Regions from separate parts of the Gossypium hirsutum genome. Here region 1 is linked to region 2. A link is a contact called in public Hi-C data. All regions are on one chromosome and are shown on one strand. The core of a region is the stretch at or near the end of the contact, and the rest is flanking DNA. Distances in the headings are between cores, read along the strand shown.

The links. A called contact is a pair of places that touch in the nucleus more often than the background predicts.
Region 1: a Hi-C map of leaf shows a contact between it and region 2, with 6 times the contacts expected there. The contact joins the promoter of LOC107922970 here to the promoter of LOC107922998 in region 2. A contact is called at or near these places in 21 of 34 Hi-C or Micro-C datasets (anther, callus, fibers and 5 more).

Annotation. Positions count from the first base shown.
Region 1 is chrA12:83,476,087-83,482,141 of Gossypium_hirsutum_v2.1, forward strand. It overlaps LOC107922970 (charged multivesicular body protein 7), which reads left to right and starts at 2,464. Exons shown (of 8, transcript XM_016853174.2): 1 at 2,464-2,761; 2 at 2,836-2,895; 3 at 2,974-3,144; 4 at 3,227-3,409; 5 at 3,500-3,630; 6 at 3,897-4,065; 7 at 4,198-4,327; 8 at 4,436-4,969. The coding sequence starts at 2,570. The coding sequence ends at 4,701.
Region 2 is chrA12:83,332,095-83,338,586 of Gossypium_hirsutum_v2.1, forward strand. LOC107922998 reads right to left here and starts at 3,202. Exons shown (of 2, transcript XM_016853201.2): 1 at 2,273-3,202; 2 at 1,716-2,190. The coding sequence starts at 2,981. The coding sequence ends at 2,105. LOC107922988 (pectin acetylesterase 3) reads left to right here. Exons shown (of 12, transcript XM_016853192.2): 10 at 50-155; 11 at 244-389; 12 at 558-803. The coding sequence ends at 665.

The DNA of each region.
Region 1 (6,055 bases), core at 1,214-3,713, 140 kb after region 2:
ATTATACTATCTTGTGTTTTTTTTTTTTAAATTATCAAAGGGCTACAAAGCAACTTGACCATTTTTGGGGCCAATGCTACTACTTGCCCCTGCCCTATGCCCTATCATGCCCTTCCCCCTCTCCAATATTATATCTTAGGTTAAGTCAAAAAATTGCTTTAAAGGGGTCCAAGATAAAACATAAAATTTTGGAAGGGTTAAAATCAAAATTTACCATTATACTAATTTATATTTTGTTTGAAGGGGTTACAAAACAATTTTATCAAATTTGAGGACCAATTTAGGGAAAAAAAAGGAAAAGAAAATAGCTGAAGGTCGTAAAAGCTCCAACAATTGAAAAGCTTGACTTGTGTGTAATGTTTAGTTCAAACTTTTAATTTGTGTATTTTAGTGGGGTTTACTATGACTTGTCATGTCATACCTGGAATATATTTTTAGGTTAATTTCTAATAAATATATTTGTGCCTTGTACGAAAAAGAAAAAAGTAATTGTAGGTTTTGTATCTTTAATGACCTTTTAACTTAGTGTACTTCTTCCATAACTAAAATCACCGACTCAAAAACACCATACAAATTGAGTAGTTATTATGTTCATAAATATCTATTTATTTCACTTATTTTTAAATTAAAATTGTTTAAAAAAATGTTGATAATGCATCACTCATGAGTTGATTAACATTTGGTTTAAGGTTTGTGTGATGTGTTTTAATCACAATTTACCATCTTGAATGAATATATATATATTAAAATTTATTAATGCAATAAATATTGATATTATTTAATAAGGAGCAGAGGAAAGTGGTGGGTTTTGACATCTACAGCTGATCATGTCCTTCAAGTTAATTAGAAATTGATTTAGTTTTGTTTTTGTGGTGGAAGTTTCAAAGGTATTTTTCGTTATTCCTTAATAGCTAAGTATTCAAAAAGTCTATTTAATGATTCACATTAAATTGGTTGTTCATTATTGAACAAAAAATAAATTAGGAATATTTTTATTCACAACAATTAAGTAAATAAGTATCTATACAATTTAAAAATATAATCACACTTTTGAATATGTTTATATCTTTTATCAATTTGACATTTAATTTTTTTGAAATAAATGTTACTATTAACTTTTCAAAAAGAATTAAAATCATGAATAAAACATTAATTCCTTTAACGATGTAGGCATAGGAACCTGCACACTTCATGCTAATATGACACTATTTGTTTTATATGTCACGTTAATAAATAATTTTAAAATTATAAAAATATTTTAAAATAAAATTTTAAAAATATAAAAAGAATTCAAAAAAATAGTATAAAGAACACGTGGATTGCCGTATGGGCTACCATGTTTTTTGTCATTAAAAAAATAACAATTGAGCTCTTTTTTAAAAAGTTAATGGTCAATTTCTACTTTTTATAAAAGATTGAGGGTTAAATTTAACTTAAATAAGAATAAAGGCTAAATATAAATATTCGAAACTAAATTTATCATTATACTTAAAAAAAAAAAAGGAGAAGTGAGTTTAATAATCAAATTTACTCCTATAGTTTAACAAATTGGAGCATCACATAAAAAAAAAACCAACAACAATCTCAACAAATAACATCACAAAAATTAACCCTACATAATTGATGAAGAAATTACATTTAATCAAAATAAGTTTATAAGATAGCTCATATCTTAAATTGATGTAGTACTTAATTGTGATATATGGATGTGAGTTTTTGCTATTTCTTGTATTAATTTAATTTTATATTTTAACTGATTGAATATATATATATATTTGTAAATATGTTACATTTTGTGATCGTGACATCCTAAAAAAAATATTACTCAATTTTTTTACCATCACAATATTAACACGGGGATTAGAAAAAGAATAACATAAAAAGATTAATTTTTGTAAAGTATTAAGTATCTATTTTTGATAAATTAAAATAAAGATAATTTTTTTTATTTTTCTTAAAAACTTTTTTATTTTCGTAAAATACAAGCATCAACTTCTCATAAATTAAAATAGAGATTAATTTACTGGTTTTGGGGAGGAATATACCTGTTCATGGCTCCACAGCTCGCCCGATCTAATTGGGACAAAATTTTTATGTTTTGGGCTAATTTGAATTTAATTTAAATGATAAAAAATATTTTTAAAATTAAATTTAATTATAAAATTATATAAAATATTAATATTAAAAATAATTTTAATAAATTTATTAATTTTTAAAAATCGTAAAATAGGTTTTTTTTTTCAAGTTGAGCCCGATAAAATAGGTAAAGGGTTTTTTTTTTAAAAAAGAAAACTTGACCCTAACGTAACCCCAGCTAGTAACATTTTAAAATAATTAATTTCTCTCATTTAAAAGACCTAAATACCCTAATAATGTTAAAAAAAAAAAGGCCGTGAAAGATTTCAATTGGGCTTGGATCCAAGTTTTGATCCGCTTCACAATCCAAATCGCATTTGAATTTTCCTTTTTAATTTTTCCTAGTAAATTTCTCGAGAAAATTGCAAAAACCTAACGGAAGCATTTGGGTTGAGCGGGAGGTCAATTGAATTTTTCCATTTTCAGAAGAAAAATGGATTCGAAATCAGTGAAGGAATTCATAAGAAAAGAAGTACCTGATTGGGACTATGAATTAATCGCAACGGCCCGTTTTAAAGCTTTTAGCGGTCAAAAATCCGATTGGGAACCCAAATTCCAGTTCTGGAAAAATTTGATCGTAAAAATCGCCCGCCACTTTGGTGTCTTCATCATTTCCCCTCCCCAGGTTTTCAATTTTCTACTTATTTTTAACTTATAAAATTGGTCTTTATTTCGTTTTGCCTATAAATTGTTTTGTAGGTGAAAAATGAGTGGTTTAATAGAGGAGGCTTAACTCCTTTGTGCATTGATCACGTATTGGTGAGCTAAATTATGGGTTAATTTGATTGTTTTGTTTTATGGAATTTTTGGGTTTTATTATTTTGATGAAAATTTCAGTTTATTATGTATAATGAAGGTGAAATAACTCGAATTTCGGACATGGTGGGTCCTTATAGTGGGAGAATAACTCAATTATTTTATAAAGTGAAAAGCTTGATGAACAGATCAACAATGTCTCCTGAAAGTATCCTTCTTGAAGATTGTCTGATTCTTACAACATTGTTGAAGGTTTGCAACATGTTTGTGAAAAGTACTATTTCATGAACTAAAAATTGGAATATTTGAACTGTTTTAATCTAATTGTTCTTAGGAGAAAGCTGATGAAGTGATTAAGTGTTTGTCCGAAAGTCACTGGAATTCATATTGCGTTGTTACGAGGAACAAGTTCGAGAGTATGTGTGGAGGACAAAAGGAAGGTTATGCTGTGTTGAGTTACTTGTCAGGGTGCAGGAAAGGTCGATATCTCTCCACCACCAAGAAAGAACTAATCGAGGTGTGTGCTACTTTTTGTGCCGATAAACTGGCTTGAGTTATAAAGTCTTTGCAAATTTTTTGTTATTGCAAGTAATCTGATTTATTGCAGGGTATAAAAGTTTCCCTTTCGTCAGCTGTGGTTTCTGGTGTCTCGAGTTTAGATTTTGACACTCTCCACCTCATTTGGACTCAAGAAAAACTTCAACAACAACTCGATGTGATCGACCGGCGCTGGGAAATGTAATCTTTCTTTTGAGTTTTTTGGTCTTATTTCATCTGCTGAATTATGGTCAATGCATATGAAGATGGTTAATGGTTAATCGGTTTAGGACAAGAGTCAGTTGCACTATGCTGACTGGTTCGGAAGTTCAGTTTAACTCTTTTTTGAACTGAGAATATTTCGAGACAAATGTATTGATTTTAAAACCATTTGCATCTTATATGCATGGCTCAGTGTTTTTAAGCTCTAAATATACCGGTCTTGTGGTTGAGTTTATATTTGGCAGGTCAAGACAGTCAGCATTAGCCTTGTTGAAGTCTGGGAACAAGAAATTGGCCTTGAGACATGCAAAAGAGATGAAGTTGGGCACCGAGAATAGAGAGAAATGTAACTCACTTCTTAACAGAGTGGAAGAGGTCTTAAGTGTTATTGCAAATGCGGAATCAACAAAACAGGTCAGCTACTACAACTTAAAACTTCTCTTTTCGTGATATAAACATGACATAGTTGAGCTTCTGACTTCGGTTTTAGATATCGAGAAAATTGGCAGATAGTGAATAAGCTGATGTATTACTCCCCGATGGCAGGTAACTGAAGCAATCCAGATCGGAGCACAAGTGATAAAGGAGAATAAAATAAGCATTGAAGAAGTTCAGCTTTGTTTAGAAGAACTCGAAGAGAGCATTGATTCACAGAAGCAAGTTGAAAAGGCTCTAGGTAGTATTTATTAGCCATCCTTGTAGTTATTGTGAAATGGCAATTAATTTCCATCGAGTTATTGCGTACTGTCTTCTTGTCTAACCTGTTCTTTTTTTACTGTTGAAGAACCAGCTCCGTCCCTGGACATGGAGGACGAAGATATTGAAGAGGAGTTCAGGAAATTGGAGCTAGAAATCGGAAGTGGAAACCTTAAAGATCTAAATCCCGAAGCTGGAGTTAGTGATTCAGAAGGAACTGATCAATCATTGGCTGACGTTTTGTTGAATCTAAAACTAGCAGATGATGCTCCGGGCAGCGGATCAGCAATTCAGAATTCTGGGTTACCGGCAAAGAACAAGGAGTCAAACAGCCCGATGCTTGAAGCTGCATGAATATAAATGCTTATACACTTTGGTATATAAACAGTGTGTAATTCAGAAATGCTTGCTTATACATGCATTGATTGTTGTATCACCAAATATTTCCTGTTTACATGCTGTGTTTTTATTATCATTATGAAGGGTGTAAAAGAGATATTGGTGCTTGCGAGGTATTCGTGTTCGAATCGTAAAATGTTATTTGTGTTCGATTTGTAAAACGAAAACCTAAGAACTAGATTGATAATTAATGAGTCGAGCTTGAGTAATCGGTTAAACCAAATTTGAGTTTTTTTTATATTTTAATATGTTTTTATATTGTGAAATTATATTCTTTCTCTTATTATATAGAAAGAGCTTAAGTACGAATGAAGTCGAACTTAATACGAATTGCTTAATCAAGGTCAAGCAATTTAACTTGATTAAGTCTTGAGCCATGTGTTTCTTGGAGACAACCATGTATCTAGATTTTGGTGTGGCATTAGGGCTAAGCACAAGGACCATATGAAATATTGATGGCATTGGGGGCAGGCAATTGGAATCAAGCAAGGTTTTCCTTAAAAAAAAACAACTTATTTTATTTTTCATATATCTAGTTTACGAAAATTAAGAAATTAACTCAGTTAATTAGAATTTGATCCTTGAATTTTATAAAAAATTGAAAGATACATATACATTTTAGTATCTAAATTTAGCTTTAAGGTTCAAATTTGTATTTAAAGAGTTTTTTTCTTTTTATACAATAAAGTACTTAAATCTGATTTAATAGTTTAAATTGATTCAAATAAATCATTTACGGTAAGTGACCAAAAAACTTAATTTTTTATACAATTAAGTACCTAAATTTGATTTAAAAGTTTAAATTGATTCAAATAAATCATTTACGGTAAGTGATAAAAAACTTAATTTAGATACCAATTTGAACTAAAAAATTAAATTCAAATACTTAATTGGAGCTTAAAGCTAAGTTAAAAAACAACCAAGTCCAGATCTAGACCTTGTTAATATGTCATAAATGCTTTGATTACAAAAACCCAAAATTCTCAGCAGCAAATTCTTCCTGTTCCATTTCATTCATGTTCCCCAAATTCCAGAAATTTGCTGCTGCTGTTGTTGTTGTTCCAAATTTGGGGTTTCACCTATGTCCTTTAATTTTTATTGTTTGTATTTATTCTTTTGGTAGCCAATAAGGATTCATTCCACAATTATTTACTTACAGCCTTGTCTTTCATTTCTCAGGCAAAAGCTCTTCACTATTCATACTCATTTAAACAACCTTTTAATATGTTTTTTTTTTCCTTGACCAATTAATACTATAATTTTATTAGTGTAACAGTATTTATTAATTCACTCTATTTTGTTTATGCAT
Region 2 (6,492 bases), core at 1,952-4,451:
CTTGAACGCTGAATAACTTTGCTTAAATCTCTGGTTTCTATTTTTTCAGGTTGACCAGAGTTTAATTCCATCACTGGCTGATCCGCATGGCTTGTGGCGTGCGTGCAAAACGAATCGTTCTCATTGCAACTCATCGCAGATTCAGTTTTTTCAAGGTCATTTTCGAGTTTTGTTTCCTGCTATGTTATGTTTCAAGTTTTGCCTTCAACCTCTCTTTTTCTCTTCTTTCTAACATCGAAACAGACTTTAGGAACCAAATGCTCAATGCCGTAAAAATATTCTCCGAGTCCAATCAAAATGGTTTATTCATAAATTCTTGTTTCGCTCACTGCCAGTCAGAGAGACAAGATACTTGGTACGAGAATGATTCTCCTCGTATTGGAAACAAGGTACGTCCCATCTATATTCGAGCATAGAATCATTAATGCGGTGTGTTGAACATAAAACTCCATAGGACTATTTAATATCAAACTTCATGATCAAAATACTTGCTAAGGCTCTCTGCATGCGAGGCTCTGATTTTATATCACTTTATTTCGATTCCGTTATCCATGCAGGGAATTGCAGTGTCGGTCGGAGATTGGTTCTTTGACCGAACAGCCGTTAAAGCTATCGATTGTCCGTACCCTTGCGACAAAACTTGTCATGACGTTATCCTCAAGTGAATGGGAAATTCTCATTGACTCATTGTTGAGGCCTCTATGGCTTCATAATTATTCTTTTCCGTAATTGAGAATTTGTGGAAACTGTAACATTCATATGATTTGATAATAAGCAATAAATGCCTCCATAGACCTTTGATATCTGAGCATTCCAATGAGCAAAATATATATATAATTTGCTTTTTTGTGGCTCCAAATGAACCATTGACCATAAAGGCTTTTGTACTAAGAGTTGGATTACATTTTATTCCCTCACAAAAATGGGTAAATTAGTCCCTGTACATTAGATTAAAGAATAACTTGTTTCTATTGTTAAAAACTGATCTTTGTATGTTAGAATGAGGTACAATGGCACTTTGCATGTAAGTTTATGGTTATTTTGTCGATCACGTCAATTTTTAACTGTAAAAATAAATGAAATTTTTAACAAAGGGAATCAATTTGTTCTTTAATCTAACATAAAATGGTTAATTTGCTCATTGTTTGAGTTAAGGGGTAAAATGCAATAGGGTTATTAGTGTAGGGGTCTCTATGGTATTTTTACCGTAATTGAGTTTGAACAATTGCCAATAAGTTTATAACTTCCAAGTCAACGTCCTAAGTAGATATGTTGGATCTTTTGCCTTATAACATTTCAAAATTGCTCTTTAAGCTATCCTGTGGTTGCCATTGTTGATGCCTTTGAATGGCTATACTCAATCATGTTTATGCATTGTTCATATTCTTGGCATATGCCATTGAAATTACGGTTCTTTCTTAACCTAATGATGAACATATGACCCAGGCCTTGTTTTATTGCTCTTGGATTATATAAACAAATCATCATTTTGGAACATTTGTGAATTGTGGGGGAAATTTGAATTTGTTTCATTACAACATATTCAATCAAATTTCAAATGCAAACTGCACTTTCAGAAAAAGTGACAATTATAAACCTTGAAAAAATATCATTTTTTATGAATTGTAAAAACAAATACATTCATTATACCAAATATTAAAAGTAATCTCAAAACATTGAAAACATAAAACAGATCAGCAAAGAATACATGAAACTGGGAAAATTACTGCTTTCACAAAGTTTAATTTAAGCCCATCCTGTTAAATTTACAAGCCCTAAACCCTATACACAAAGTAATAAAAAAATGGGTACATGCATCTCTCTAATGCCAAACCCCAACAATCCAACAGGAAACTTAAAAATACATATAACACAATTAATTATTCTATCAACTAAATCAATTTTTAACAATATAAATAAATAAAATTTAAAAAAATAATAATTTACTCTTTAATTTATCCCATTTTAAAGTAAAATCAACAAAAATACAATCTTACTTTCACTACCTCGATAGAAATGTTTCAAAACAAACCTGCGAAGAACCATACCACATACATTCCACCAAAAAAGTACAAAACTTGGAACCAAAATTTGTAGTGAAGTGTCAACTACAATGCCTGGAAGTGGATGCAAGAGCCACTGCTTGTGCCCAAACTTTCAACCGAGCCTTGACATCTCTAGGATCATCACCTGCAAAACCAAACCCATATCCCATCAAATAAACTCAACATACTAACCCTTTTTACATAACAAAAAAAAAGACAACACTAACCAGGGCTAGAGATACACCAATTAGCAATGGGGGAATTACCACCACTACTAGTATTATCAATGGCGGAACCTGATAATGAAACACGACCAGGCATCTCCAATTCCAACCCTAAGTCCCTACATGCCTTCACTTCCTCCATATCCATACACAACGATCGTTTTCCACCTTTAGGTCTCGTAATCACCACTACACCCCCTTCACTTTCACCACTAAAACTCCCACTGTAATTGCTATGGCTGTAATTGTAGTACAACCCACTTTTGTTCTTCCCTTCATGTTTACAACCCATTTCTTTATCAATCCATCTTCCCTTTATAACTCTCCTCTTCCTCAAATCCTTGCTCCGCCGCCCTCTCGGTCTCTGAGCTTCGTTTTCACTAGCGTAATCCTTGACCACCGCCGCCCTGGGTCTACTCCTCCGACGAGGGGGCGTGGCGGGAAGAGAGTAACAACTAGGTTCGCCGTCGGAATCCGATGAAAGTTCCTTGACGGTGAACTCCTCGTCAACGTCTGCATCGAAGCTTTCGATCGATAACCTTGACATATACATCCCCATATCATCATCGTCGTCGTCGTCTTCATTAGTATACATGGAACTATTACACATAGAAAGCCTGGATAAATTATGTGGATGAAACCCAACATCAATATCATCATATTCATCATCATGGATAGATGAAACAACCGTCATGCTTTCATCTGATGCCATTTTTTTTACTGGAATTCTACAGACGAAGAAGAAGAAACTAAAAGGAAATGAAAAGAAGGTAAAGTGTTTTTGGGTATGAACTAAAAGTAAGTATTGATTAGACAGAGAAAGAGAGAATACATAATAAAAGCACGGATCCCACTAAGTTATGGTGATTTAAAGGCTTTTCTGTGAATCAATTTGTTTGTTTTTTCATGATAAGATAATAAAAAGGGTGAAATTCAAATCCCCTCTTCTTCCACCACGCAATTTATACTTGCAAAATGACTTTGAAACTTGTTAAATTATACCAAACTCATTAAATTATTAATAAATTTATATTTTAGTCACTAAATTTTAAAATATTACAAATTAGTCATTAAATTATTCAAAAAATTTCATTTAAAACTCTCTAGTTGTACTTTAAGAAAAACACTTACTATTCTAATGACTTAAATAAAATTTTTTGAATAGTTCAGTGATTATTTTGTAAGTTTATGAAGTTAAGTGACTAAAATGTAAGTATACTAATAGTTTAGTGACCTTGAGTATAATTTACCCTAAAATATTTTATTATGCTCACTCAATGACTCTTTTGATCATTTATTTAAAAATGATTAAGATGTACACGCGGCAACATTAGGACAGATGACGTAGCGAATCAGATGAAGAGGGGGAGTGTCCCACACCACTGAGTCTAGAACACGTGGCCTCAGACAAGTTCCTTTGCTGCTGCTAAGTGTGTTCGATTTCGACCTGTTGCTCCGTCACACGAATCAGTCACGAGTCGCGACTCACCAGCCATTACGAAGGAATCAAACAATCAAAGACTGAGTCTCATCGTTAGCCAGTTTCAAAACCAATCATTTAGGTAAGTGTGGTGTGTTTAATTTATTTTTTATTTTATATTACAGTATTTAATTTTATTATTATTTTTCTTTTTATTAACTATAAGTAATTGTATCATTCATTTAAATTTATCTTAAATTTTTTTAAATTTCCGAATAATTGATAATAATTCAATTTAATTTTTTAATTTTTATATTAATTTAAAAATTAAATTTTTTAAAATTATCTTTTATAAACATTTCTAAAAAAGTCAACAAATAAAAATAATCAATCTTATATGTTAATTTTTTTTAAAATTTTGTATAGAATTTGTAAATTATTGTCATTATTTTAAATAGAAATATTTTTTACATAATGAAAAATAAAATTAACTATAATTTCTTTATATATATTGTATTTCGTAAATTGTCCCCATACTTGATTTCAAATCGGTTTTTCATTTTTCGATTTTTCTTGTTCATCCCTACAATGTACTAAGAAAATATGAACTTAAATTTAATTTTTTTAATTAAATTTCATTAAAATTTTAAAAAGCATTTTCTAAAGAAATATTAAATTTGACTATCCATGTAATATGTATAAATATGTTTAAAATTTGATTCAAGTGTTTAAATATGCTCTATATACATCTTGATTACTATTTAATACCCTAGTTGATATTTAGATTATCGAAAGGACTTGATTAATAAAATACTGATATTTTGAGAACAATATCAGAATGATTTAAAGTTTGTGGCAGGTTTAAAACATGGAATTATAGTTTAAGGATATATGACGGAGTTAACCCTTATATACGAGTATAATACACAAGCAGATACAATTTAAAGACACGTGAAAAAATCTCAACTCATTTATAAAATTAAAAGTTTCCATAGATTTTTAAATATCTAATCATCACATTAAGTTTTAACCAAATTCAAAATTAAATCAAATTAAAAACCCTAAATGTAAGTAAAACTCTTGTAATATTTTTTAAATTATTCCCGAAATTCAAACTCAAAATACATAAAATATAATAACTCGCAAGCTCTAGCTCACTGATTTATAGTATAAATGAAAGACGTGAAAATGAAATATTGACAGTGTACGAAAAAGAAAAAGTCTTCATTAATGGCTAAATAGTACTACATAAAATGGTCCCTCTCTCATATGGTATTATTATCAGTCCACATGCATTCCTTAATACATCAATTATTATTTCACATTTGTTTCATTTCTGGATTGTTCAACAAAACAGTAGCAAACACTCACCAACCGCTTAGTTTTAGTTTATAATTGTTAAAGAAAAAAAATTCCTTTAAAAGTGGGCTAAATAATTTTTCGGACCTAAATTTGACTACTATTTTGATATTGGGGTTTGAATTTCTTTTTCAAGTTAATCTTGAATTTGGGTGTTGTTCCGACATTGGAGCTTGAATTTTTTCTTATTCGAGACTAAAGTTCAGGTCTCAATATGGGAACAATTGTCAAATTGAAACCTTGATATGGAAACAATTCAGACTCCAATGTGAAAATAATTATTAAGTTCAAAGATTAACTTTGATCAAACAAAATTTCAAGTCAAAATATGATTTTTTTTATTGCCAAAGTCTTTAAAAGTCAAGGGTCTTATTGAGTAATGGGCATGTACGTCCATGGCGAGGAAAAGGTGGCAGTTTCCAACTAATGGATGGGTCAAAGTTAATGTGGATGGTTCGGTGTTAATGAATGGAATAAGGGTGTCAATTGGTAGAGTGATAAGAGGACCAAATGGAGGTTGGTTGGTGGATTTTGGAAATGGAGATGGGTATGACTAACATATTTTAGGGTGAGGCACTAGTAGTGATCAAAGGATTGAAATTAGCTTGAATGCTAGGCTTTAGATAAGTGGAATTAGAAAGTGATAATGTTTTTTTAATTAATACTCTGCGAAATGGATTAGTAGCGATTAGCAAGATTGGTGAAGTTAGAATGATTCATGACTGGTGTTCTAAGGATTAGAAAGTGAAATTTCAATACATTTTGATGGACATCAATAAGGTTGTTGATTCCATCGCTAAGGAGGCCGAAGGTGGAATTAGTCATTTGATTGTTTTTATTGATCTCCGTCATACTTGAGAAGTTTGTTGGAAGAGAATATTCAACAGGCAATGCACGTAGTGACTAATGGAGCTTAGTCCTTTTGAAATTTTAATTTAGTACTAAATTTTATTTCTAAAAAAAAATTGTAATCAAATTCAGACTTCAAGTTAACCTTTTTATCAATGTAAACACTTTAAAAATTATTTAAAAAATTAAAATTTATTAAACATTTTTAAATTATTAAAAACAATCCATCATATCAAATCCTAAATCCGAAAGAATCAACAATCCAGAAGACTCAAACGTCGTAAGCAACTGGATGGCATATAAGACATGTTAAATAAATAGCTACTAACTCCAACAATAATACATGACACAAGGCAGAGGGCTGGTGGTGCAAATAGTCAAACTAAGGATATATGTTCCAACCAATTAATAAGCAAAGTTACAACTTGATACATATTTCAAGGTAGTCAATTCCGCATTAGCTCTAATACTACCAACTATTCTGCATCATTTTAGTGGTAAAATGGACCATCAAACTCTCTTTTTTGTGGCAATGAAAATTTTGATTTGTATTGATTGTAATAGTTTTTTTCACCCGATTTTGGCCATACTGGTT